Regions from separate parts of the Mus musculus genome. Here region 2 is linked to region 1. A link is a contact called in public HiChIP or PLAC-seq data. All regions are on one chromosome and are shown on one strand. The core of a region is the stretch at or near the end of the contact, and the rest is flanking DNA. Distances in the headings are between cores, read along the strand shown. Region 1 holds the start of Yes1 (YES proto-oncogene 1, Src family tyrosine kinase). Region 2 overlaps Pisd (phosphatidylserine decarboxylase).

Region 1 (5,921 bases), core at 1,254-3,753:
CTTGGAGTAGGCATGGCCAGCTGGAAAAGGCAAAGCCAGGACAGCACAGATACATGCCATGTGTACACAAGGACATCCTGCTCCTAGCGCGTAAAAGTTATCTTTGAAAACTCTTTCTAGGTCTGGAGAGATGGCTTAGCGGTTAAGAGCACTGGCTGCTCTCCCAGAGGTCCTGAGTTCAATTCCCAGCAACCACATGGTGGCTCACAACCATCTGTGATGAGATCTGACGCCCCTTCTGGTGTGTCTGAAAACAGCTACACTGTACTCACATAAAAATAAATAAATCTTTAAAAGGAAAAAAAAAAAAGAAAAGAAAAGTCTGTCTCGTAGTAGGGATGGTGGAGATCATACAGTGCATGGCTTCCCACTGTTGCAGGAAGAAAAACTCATTACCAGGACCTTAGTGAAGTGGGCAAATCTCTCCCCGAAAGCACTTTATTCTAAGCAAGAACATTTCCAGGCAGAATCATAGGTTCCATTGGTCATCATCAGTTCAACTTCTAATAATTCAAACTTCCAGCCAACTTTGATAAGTAAGAACACCTTAGTTTTAGAAATACCTAATATAGTTCAAATTTTCCACTGGCCTTCCCCTTCCTTCCTAGGGCTGATTTTCCCAGAAGTTTCAAGATAGGTCTTAACACACTGTAACATTGTGAAGAGGGATGCATGAGCCGACACTCACCTGACCATTTCAGAAACAGGGTTTTAGCTATGACTAGTTTCTATAACAACAAAATTTCCCAGCAAAATTTCCCAGATCCTGTCACCATCTTTAAGAATATTTCTAAAATAGCCATTAAATGTAACCTTTAAGTTGTAGGTGTATTTTTGATACTCTCTCCCTACCTTAAAGTACAGAAATTGTGTGTGATGGTACCTACTTGTAACCCCAGAAACTGGGAGGTAGAGACAGGAGAAGGAGGGGCTCAAAAATCATCCTCAGCTACACAGCAAGTTCAAAGCTATCCTGGGCTACACAAGACTCTGTCTCAAAAAAGCAAGCAAAGTAAAACAAAATAAAATATAAAACAAATTCAAAACAGGTTAGACTAACATTGAGAGGGTTTTTGTTTGTTGTCTTTTAAATTGGGAGAGTTTAGGGTCACAAATATATTTCTATTTTATCTGTAGGTTTAGAAAGGCAACAGCTCAAGTAACTAACGTTCTAGTTTCAAGAAAAAACTTGCTGGGCGGTGGTGGCGCACGCCTTTAATCCTAGCACTTGGTAGGCAGAGGCAGGGGGATTTCTGAGTTCGAGGCCAGCCTGGTCTACAAAGTGGGTTCCAGGACAGCCAGAGCTATACAGAGAAAAACAAAAAAACAAAAAAACAAAAAAAAAAAAAAAACAAAACAAAACAAAAAAACCCCTTAATGCACCAGTCAATGGCAAAATAAAGCACCGCGCTACATCACACATAGTTGTTCATGTGGATTCCCATTCCTTTCTCTGAAGAAACTTTTTAAAGCTGTGTGCATTTAAGTTGCTAAAGTACCAGACTACTGACGGAGTTGATATGTCAAAGATGATGCTGAATTTCTCTGAAAACCACAAAGGAAACCAACAGTCCCACATTAATACTTCGAATAACCCCACCAAAGAGGAAATACAAAAGGGAAATTAAGAGTGTGATAAGGCAGACGTGCCTTTAGCAGGAGTACTTCTAGATTGTCTTTTGACCCTCTCAATCTTGTACCTCAGTTCCTCCTAAACCCTTCCTTTTTCTACAAGGCAAGCAGAAAAAACGATGCAAGGCCTTCGGAGGGAAAACAAACAAAAAACCTTTCATCTTGACTTCTTCACTTCAAGGGGCCCAAACGTCAGCTTTCATAGCTGTCAAGAAGAGTCACAGTGCCTGTCCGGGTTCCCTATTACGAGGATCAAATACAATGCTGTCCCACTCTAAGTGAGAGCCACCATTCCTGGGAGAATTGCCAACACAACTCAGGTTCGGTTCTACTCGCGCGGCAAGGCTGGTTCGACCTACAGTCAACAGGAAGCTTCTGCGGCCAGACGAGAACCAAGGTGTCAGCACTGCCCTGATGGCTCACGCGGTTCGACTGTGATTTTACTATCAGTGACAAAGGGTGCGGAGGCACAAAGCTGAGAAATGAACAGTCAACCTTTCTCCAAAGAACCCCAACCCCGATCACCCTCCGAAAACAAAGCCCCACACCCCTCAGTGTTTCGGTGAGCCAGGCGGAGCCCCGCTTCGCCCGTTGCGGTAGTCGGCGTGCGGGCAAGGCAGGGAACCACATGCCGCTGCTGCTTTCTCCTCACGCCCCCTCGGGAGCACGCCTGACCCCTGGCGCCATGTTGGGCCGGCAGGCACGACACGGCCGGGCCTCCCAGCGGCCCGCGGACCCCGCGCAGAGCTCCCGCGCCGGAAGGCGCTCCCAGCAGACAGCAGAGCGCGAGTTCCGGTGAGCGGGCGCGCGCAGGTAGCCGCAACCCCCGCCCCGCGCGCGATCCGGAGCGGAGGGGCGGGGCCGGCGGCGAGAGGAGGAGAGAGGGAGGCCGCGGGGTGCGGGCGTCCGGGAGTTCCCTCCTCCTCAAGTAAAGCGTCCCGGGCCGGCTGCGCCGCCGTCGCTGCCTCCTGGCGCCCCGCGACCTGGAGGTGGAGAAGGGAGAGGGACCCGCGGGCGTCCACCTCGGCCGGCCGCCTTCTCCCCGCGGCGACCCGTGCGAGTGCGGCCGGACTCAGGTAAGCTCGCGGCGTGGCCTCGCGACGTAGGCAGCTGACCCGGACCGGGCAGCTCTAGGCCTCGGCATCCACCCTCCTGCTCCCGGGCTTCTCGAGGCGCCGCCGCCCCTGCCGCTGTCCGCCTACTGGTCCCGGAGTCTGGAAGTTGAGGAGAAACTTCTCCCCTCCCGCGGTCTGGCTGGCGGGCGTGAGTGTCTCGTCTCCTGGGCTCACTACCTGCTTGCCCAGTGCCTCGGTCTCCGCCCTGTCCAGTACTTCCCGATTCTGCGGGAGTCCGGATAGTGGTCCAGCCTATGTGGTGCCGCCGCTGCACCCTCCACCCCAAAGGACGTGGGGTCACTCCCGAATGAGGACCAGAGGGTAGGGCAGCGGCCCCTTCTCGTCCTAGCGGCTGGAGGTCTGTGTCGCCGGACGCCCGCAGCAACTGTCTGGAGCGAGGAGTGGAACTCGTGGAGCGAGCGGGTGAGCGGCGGGTTGTACTTGGTTTGATTGCAAACCACGACCTGTTTATAAAGTTTTCCTTTGTTTGGGTTTGAGGGTGTTGGGACGTGTTACAATCAGCGGCCACTTTTAAGTGCCTTGCCACTCCGCCTCCCCGTGAGTTCGGTTCTCTGTCCTCCTGTGTCAACGAAAATTTTGTTTGTGTTTTGCTTCTTGATAATTGCTTCCAGCTTTTGCTTTATTGGGCTTGAGAAAGAGTTGTTTTTAAAAAGTGGGAATATCGTTTCTGGTATAGGGATTGTGAATGGGGCATAGCGTAGTTTTGATGTAGTTATTCTTTGCATAAGTGATTGGAACAGCAGTGGAAATGACAGTTATCAAAGTAAATAAACGAAAAGTATGCAGTTGAAACATAACTTTGTACCTCTCTTGTGTGTTCCACAGCTGTGTTTTTTACATGTGATTTCACAGGATATTTCGGTATGGTATATTCATGTATTTCGTGTAAAATTACTGACCAAAATTGGCAATTGAAAGTGAGTTTAAACATCCTGTTAAATTTCTAAATTTAAATTACTCACTAATGAAAATGTTATTAAGTGTGCATGTGTGACTCAATTTAAGGCCAAATGTGTGCTACCTCTATTAACCAGCACAATGGTGTGGACTAGAAACATTTTGAGTGGGCAGATAGGGAGTGTTAAATTAAAAGCCAAAGTTCTTATATGCAACATATATGAGAGAGAATACAACTGTAGGAAAGTTGTTCTTCAGGAATTTTTTCCGCTTGCTAAATGCATTTAGCTATATCTTATTTTTGAATACCAGCAAAACCTCAGTGAAAATGTAGATGCTGGTTGACATTTCAGTAGGTCCTAAATTTAGGGGAGGGAGAAGATTGCCTTTGATTGAAACTTAGATACAAGACTGTTTATATTCCATATTTCCAGGATAAAATAAAAGCTTTTAAAATGTGTGCTTTGCCATAAAACTACGGTAATGTTATACCTTTAATTTTGTAGCTAGTTTTTGCTGACTTCACAAACCACAAAATTGACTCCTTTCTGTTCAACTGAAAGTGAAATTACAGCCTTGACCTGTCTTCTTGGGATAGGTGTGAAATTTATCTCATGGCCAAAGGATAATATTAATATATAGTCAAAAATTGTTTTTAGTTGAAGAAATTCTCAAAAAAACCCATTGTCTTTGCAAATAAAATTTTATTTCATTGCATATATAAATAAAAGAATATGCTAAAAGAGTAGTGAAATATTACTACTTGTATACTTGTTTAAATCCTTGTTTACTTACAGTTCAAATTTGCATAGTTCTAACAGTAATAGCATACTACTGTGGGTAATTTAAAAAAATATATTTTATTTATATAAGTACACTGTCGCTGTCTTCAGACACCAGAAGAGGGCATCAGATCCCATTACAGATGGTTGTGAGCCACCATGTGGTTGCTGGGAATTGAACTCAGGATCTCCGGAAGAGCAGTCAATGCTCTTAACTGCTGAGCCAACTCTCCAGCCTTGGTAATTTTTAAAAAAAATATATTGAGCTTCCAATTTAGTGGTTCAGGTTGGTGTGAGCATCATTTATTAGTCTTATTACTTATTACCATTGTTTAGGAAAGAAACCTGAGCAGATTTTTTTTTTTTTTTTTTTTTTTGAAGAGCATTGCTAGGTTCTGATGTCTAGGGATGCAAATTTAAGTGATAAAACTATTAAAAAAAAAACTACAAGGAAGTGATGCTTCTATCCTTGGGGTCTTGGAGGTGTTAGTTTTAATTTAATTTATGAGCTCATACATTTGTGTGTTTGTTACCTGGGTTTTATATTTTACATAAAAATATTTTTAAGAAGCCTGAATGTAATGCAGTATAGAAGGTGCTTAGGTTAAGTTAATAATTTTCAAGATAATCTGGTTTCCTGTCACATCCTTTAATCTTTTCCCTGTTGATTAAAAATTTTAGTCATTGGTGTCTAGCTTAAGGGCACTCCCTGGGCTCTTCTTTGCTAACAGGTTTAGACTTCTTGCATCATAAATATCATATACTAGTTTGTGTGTGAAAATACCACACACACACACACACACACACACACACTCACACAAAAAAATCTAATAAAAAAAAGTTAAAAAAAAAGAAAATACCACACACTTCCAAATGTTCTTGATTTTTATGTTATTTTAATGTTCTGAGAGGTGTTATGTGTTATTAATTTTAAATATAAATAGTAAATAGAAAGTAATCAAAATGTTTATTGAATGGATAGGTGTTCTTTTATCAGGTACCTACCTTTCAGAAAATCAGGTACCATGACAAAACTGACATAGCAAGAGTTGACTTTCATTCATTTTTTTTTCCTTAAAGCAATAATGCTTCAAATAAGAACAATTCAGTGTCAGTTTTAACATAAGATTTTTCATTGTGTAGTGATTTTCCCTTTAATTACACTTTATGAGGTTTGTAGAGTCTGAAGCAATAATATACTTTTGTTACAGAAGGAAGCAATGACAATGGTGTTTCAGAGACAGAGTGGTTGCCTGAGGCCGCTTTAGTTATTCTGTGTAGTTGCTTGCTGTTTTAGCTGTTGGTTTTGTTACTTTATGTTGATGTAATGGAGCGCTGAAGAAGAGATTGCATCTGTGCCAAGTTCATGTCACAGGAACTTTGCCTCATTGTAAAGGCAATGTTTGTGATTCTGTCCTTGTGTGCATATTTACAGGAAATTTTAGTAAGATCTTCCATTGTTCAGAGAGCTACA
Region 2 (5,921 bases), core at 1,986-4,485, 150 kb after region 1:
CACAGAGTAAGATAGTGTTACATATAAAATAAGTAAATCTAAAAAAATTTAAAAAGTGGGCTGGAGAGATATGGCTCAGAGGTTAAGAGCACTGACTGCTCTTCCAGAGGTCCTGAGTTCAAGTCCCAGCAATCGCATGGTGGCTCACAACCATCTAGATTGAGATCCGATGGCCTCTTCTGGTGTGCATACAGAACACTGTACACAAAATAGGCAAATAAATCTCCCACCAAAAACTCCCTGTAGGACCCACATACACTTTGCCACCAAGAACACCCTGTGGTACCCATACACTCTTCCCCACTCTGGTCTAACTTCCCCATGCATTCAGTACAAGTCAGACTTGGCAGTGTGATCTTTTCCTGGGCTAATGACATGCATTACAATACTACCTAGAGTGGCACAGAACTACTTGACCCAGTCAACCATGAAAACACAAAGGCATAGCCAATATCCTATAATCTACTGAGCTGCTGAGCCATGATGCTCAGTAGGCTTGATATGTTAAATACAATTTTTATTTAATACATTTCAATCGATGATAGGTTTGTCAGGAAACAGCTCCACCCCAAGCGAGGGAATATCTGTCCTACCTGGCAGGAAAAAAAAAAAGAACTACCAACGTATGTGATGTTAACACAAAGTCTCTCCCTCTCCTCCCCTCTCCTCTTATCCTCCCTCCCCTTCTCTTCTCTGCTCTTTCTCCCTCACCTCCTCTTTGTCTCCCCATTTAGACAGGGTTTCAACAATATAGCCATGGCTAGCCTGGAGTTCCCAGTGTAGACCAGTACTCTCTGAGAGCTTCCTACCTCAGCTTCCCTAGTGATGCGACTAAGGGTGCATGTCACCATGCCCCAATATAACTCTCTAACACATAATACTACATGGTTCCATTTCTATGAAACTGTAAAACAGTAGCTCTAGTGCATGCAGTGATTGTCTGGAAGTGTGGAGGACACTGACTGCAGGGACACAGATGTGCCTGTGACAGTGGTTACATGGGAATATACATTCATCAAGACCATGGAGCTGTATGCTTCAAAAACTGTATTTGACTGCCAATTAACACCATGGTATAATCCTAGAACTCAGGCAAAGGCAGGAAGGTTGCCAGTTTTGAGGCCATACTGAGCAATATAGTGAGATCCTGTCTCAAAAGTAAGTAAGTAAATAAATAAATAAATAAATAAACCCTTAGTAAGATTTTGTGTTTCCTTTTTAATCAATTAATTTTTACATCTGTATAAAATTCAAGTTGCTCTTAGGACTGAGAATATAGCTCAGTTGGTAGAGTGTTTGTCTGGCATGTATGTAGTAGTCCTGAGTTTAAGCCCCAGTACTGTATAAACCAAGCATGGTGCTGCACTCCTGTAATCCCAGCACTTGGAGGGTAGAGTCAGGAGGATCAGGAGTTCAAAGCCAGACTCAGCTAAACAGCAAGTTCAAAACCAGTCTGGGTTACAAGAAACAATCTCCTCCTCTTCCTCCTCCTCCTCCTCCTCCTCCTCTTCCTCCTCTTCTCCCTCCTCCTCTTCCTCTTCTTCCTTCTTTTCTTCTTTATTTAAACAAGAATAATTTCTCTCAAAAATTTCATGTACAAGAATAAATGGTGTGACATCTTTAATACACCTTTCTCTCTACATCAACATGAAACTAACAGCTCATCTCCGCCTGCCACATCTCTGAGATATACTTCTGACTAGAAATAAGCTTTACACCACTCCCGTCCAAACAAAAACTAAAATTAGTACCAAGGAAATGAGAGGAAAGAGAAAAGCACAAAGCAAGTCAGATGGTAAGCCTTTCTCATGGCTAGATAGCCTAAGGAATGTTAAACAAGAGTCTTTTCTATCAAATACTGTAAAACCTGAGCTTAGGACAAAGAATTAAAATTACTTTATCGCCCCACTTGTAGGAGAGTTTTATGCAAATGTCTAAATCCTCCTCCATCTAGTAAATTGTTGTTTACTTAAAGGCCCACTGCTCTATTCTAGCAACGTAATAGCCTGGGCAGTGGACCTTTCTCCTTCACTTCCTGAGCCAATTCTTTTTAGACTAGCCAACTGAATAAGATAGTGAGGGTGGACTCCAGTCAGTGGGGAAAAAGACAGTCACCACCTGAGTCAGATAAAAACCCAATGCACTTCCTGTCTCTGTGTGTCTACTCTTTGTCAAAAATAAAGTTTGAGTGAATAAATAAATTAGTGATGAAAAAAAAAAAAAAGACTAAAGTTTGAGCCAGGCATAGTTGGCCTCTGCATGGGCTCCTACCTCCAGGCTCCTACCCTATTTGAGTTCTTGCTTTTTGTTTGAACAGAGATGGGGAAGTATAAGTAAAATAAAGCTTTTCCTCCTCAATTTGCTTTTGGTTAAGTTGTTTCATCACAACAACAGAAATCCTAAAATAGAACTGAGTACAGTTTGTGGGATGTGAGGAGCGGGTGTGGCAGCAGTCCCAAGATGGCGCCCGGGACTGCAGCTAAGTCTTATGACTTGCACCTGACTTCCTCAAACACCTGAAAATAAGCCAAGACCATTGTGAGAACTGCACAGGTGCACCATGATGCTGGCGGTGTAAACAAGTCCATATTTGGTGGAGACATGCCCCTGCCGCCCTGATTGGCTGAAGCTGCGTGCCTGGTGAGGTGGCGTGGCCTGCCGTGAGTGGATGGGGGCTGAGAGTATATAAGAGTGAGAAGCCCGAGTGGTTTCCGGTGTGCCCGAGCGGGTGCCAGCAGACTGACCAATCCCAGGGGGCCACGGAGCCTTCTCCTGTGCCGGGGTGTATATAAGCAGACCTCCCTGGATGCCCGGGGTCCCCGTAGCAGCATCGAGGCATTCCTGCAATAAAGGCTGTTGAGAAGAATCCGACCGTGTTGTGTCTTCCCTGCCACAGGGAAGGTGGGCGCGACATTGGGATACTAATGTGGCAATCCTGACCATGTGTTTTGGGGAGGACTGTTGGAGGGAAGCCGTAACTCTGGGTTAGAAAAGCCACTGAATGTTCAAATCTTAGCAAGCTGTTGTGAGAACTTGGACCATTAGAATGCTGAGAGCTATGCACAAATTTTAGTGTGAGGGATAAGGAAACTCATTTTGTACCTGCTATCTACTTTAGTACCTTTGGCCTCTGACCTAAAGTCCTGAAAAGCCCTTACCTCCTCTCAGAACTGTGTAGCTACTGTGAAGTGATTGATCACGTGTTCTGGCTTCTGTAGACTGACTTATCACTGTGAGCACGGGGAATGAGGCAGATCCTCACAGAGCTGTAAATTCTGCAGCAGTGAAGTAATTGTGGTGTTAGCCTTAAAAAGCCTTCCCTCCACTTGCTTCTGTGCAGCATCTCTGACTTGGCTTTAGAGACTGCGGTCCTGCTAACAGTTATTTGGCTAGTTATAATCTACATTGAGTCAGTAGTCTTTCCCCAGTGGCCTCAAACTCCATAACACTAGAATGAAGCAAAGGCTCTCTCAAGACCATTTAATATTTTGATTTAAGATTCTGTGGTTCTGCCAGGCAGTGGTGGTGCACGCCTTTAATCCCAGCACTTGGGAGGCAGAGGCAGGCGGATTTCTGAGTCCGAGGCCAGCCTAGTTTACAGAGTGAGTTCTAGGACAGCCAGAGCTAGACAGAGAAACCCTGTCTCAAAAAAAAAAAAAAAGATTCTGTGGTTCTGGTCAGCTGGTCCTGACTTATCTTCTGTAACAGAAGAGTCCAGATCACTGTAATCTTCAAATGCCAGTCTATGGGAGCCATGCCTTTCAAACCACCACATTCCATTCCTTGGCCCCCATAGGCTTTCAGCCATAACATAAGGCAAAATACATTTAGTCCAACTTCCAAAGTCCCCAAAGTCTTACCACAATCTCAACAATGTTTGAAAGTCCAAAGTCTTGACTGAGATTCATGTAATCTCTTAACTGTAACCCCCTATAAAATAAAAGCAGATCTATCCTTCCAACGTATCATGTGCATAAGGAAGGGAGCGTGGTGAGGAAATACTGGACCAAAGCAAGAGAGAAAATCAGCTGGGCCAACTCCAAACTCTGCATCTCCATGTATGATATCAAAGCGCTCTTCAGATCTCCACTCCTTTCAGCTTTAATTGCAACAGACTTCTTCCTCTTGGGCTGATTAACTTCCTGTTTGGAGCTTTCTTTGGCAGATCTCCCACAGCTCTGGCATCTCTTGAACCTCTTGGGGTTTTCAAGGCAATCCAAGCTTCACCTTCACAGTTTCACACAATGGCCTCTCTGGGCCTCCATGCAGGGACACCCTTGCCACATTTGGCCACTTTCCTTAGTCAGGGCGGGAGATTCCATAACCCCTTTCTTCTATCTTGACTCTAAAGCCTGAACCACGTGGCTAAAGTTACCAAGTCCCATTGCTTGCTGTGGCTGGAATATGTCCCTCATGTTCAACTGTATCTTCACCAGCTTGTTTTCGGTGATTTATTCACTCTAAGGTTGGCTGTTCTAGAACTTGCTCTGTAGGCTCACCTGGAACTCAGAGACCTGCATGCCTCTGTCTCCTGAGTGCTGGGATGAAAGGCAGGAACCATCACTCCTAGACTTTTCTTTAATTTCTTTTCTCTAGATGGAAGCTTAGCTTGGTAGAATCTCACCCCAGGTCATCACTCTGTTAATCCCATTTAATATCCTTGAACACAGGATTTAGCTCCATTCCATTTCCTGGTTCACCTAATTTAATACTTGAACAATACCTTCTGTATTTTTCCTTTCTACGCTTGCTCCATGTCAACAACAACAACAACAACAACAACAAAATGCAATTCCTAAGAGTGAAACCCACAGGACAGAATCTATGCTAGGCTGTTTTAAGACCTCATTTGTCAATGCAGTTAATCTAAATCTCTTCACCTTAGCCTCAGGCAGACTCCTTGGACAAGGGCAAAAAGCAACCACATTCTTCACCACAATCTTTAGACAACATTCTAAAATTGTTTTTTTCCCTAAAACTTCTTGAACCGGGCACCCACAGTTCAAATCACCCTTGAGTTCTTGGAACAAACCTATGTCTGCCACCAAACACTGAGGTGACAGGGACATGCTGCCATGGATGGCTTTTCATCCTTGTGCAGTGAACACTATTACACACCTCCCCAGCTCCCTAAATTTGTCATTTTCAAAGTTCCACCAGAATGAATGGTCACAATTGGGAAAATTTCTTTTATTTGCAATGAGTTTAGGTAGGTACTGGAGATGAGGGGTGCTGCCAATTCAAGTCTCTCCTCACCCTGCTGCCACCACAAAATATTCTAGCATCAACCCAGTGCACACTACTTTCTATGAAATGAAATGCTGGCATCTTACTTGAAAACCCAGGAGTTCCATAGCCATGTTACTCACGTAAGGGATGGTTACCTAGAACTCCCACAATTCTTTACCTACAGGTGTCTGAGAACTCCCATTGCATAGGCCATTCCACATCAGTGTCTTGCCAGTCTAGGCTTGGGACCCTGCAAGATCCTTTTACAGCCATCATGTAAAAATCATGGCACACACCTTTTAATATCATGTAGAGAATGAGGTAGAAAAATGACAAGTTTGAGGCCAACCTAAGCAACTTAGTGAGATTCTGACTCAAAGTAAAATTAAAAAGGACTAGACTAAAGCTCAGTGGGAAAGCAAGCACGCAGCCTGCATGACACCCTGGGTTCAATCCTTAGTGTCGTAGAGAAATGGAGGAGAGAAAGGAGAAGAAGGGAAGAGGGAAGGAGACAAGGAAGAAGGGATAGGAAAGAAGGAACAGGAGGAGGGAGGAAACAGAGAGAAATCCTTAACACTGGATTCTATTGGAGGAAATTGGTCAAAACCCACAGTACTACAGAACCTATCCTGGAAGGAGGCCCATCACATAGCAATGGCAACAAAATTAGCGACAGAGACTGTAGGAACATG

The links. HiChIP or PLAC-seq counts read pairs in DNA pulled down with a chosen protein or histone mark.
Region 2: a contact with region 1 is called in an H3K27ac HiChIP or PLAC-seq map of embryonic stem cells, with 8 read pairs. The contact joins the enhancer-like site here to the promoter of Yes1 in region 1. A contact is called at or near these places in 4 of 39 promoter capture datasets (embryonic stem cells, liver, stem cell-derived epiblast-like cells and 1 more), 1 of 484 Hi-C or Micro-C datasets (embryonic stem cells), 5 of 115 datasets of contacts at active chromatin or transcription factors (all in embryonic stem cells) and 1 of 9 other capture datasets (adipose tissue).

The regions. Positions count from the first base shown.
Region 1 is chr5:32,608,668-32,614,588 of GRCm38.p6, forward strand. Yes1 (YES proto-oncogene 1, Src family tyrosine kinase) reads left to right here and starts at 2,504. Exons shown (of 12, transcript NM_001205132.1): 1 at 2,504-2,708. It overlaps Gm10461 (collagen alpha-1(II) chain), which reads right to left. Exons shown (of 2, transcript XM_030254958.1): 2 at 1-3,385. The coding sequence ends at 2,557.
Region 2 is chr5:32,757,761-32,763,681 of GRCm38.p6, forward strand. All of the region lies in intron 3 of Pisd (phosphatidylserine decarboxylase), which reads right to left. Among named protein-coding and RNA genes, the nearest start is that of Pisd, 25 kb to the right of the region's middle. Within about 2 kb of position 3,236, at least 35 of the 459 cell types and tissues checked have an H3K27ac peak or open chromatin away from gene starts, as enhancers often do. A contact at or near this core is called in adipose tissue and embryonic stem cells, where this site is marked.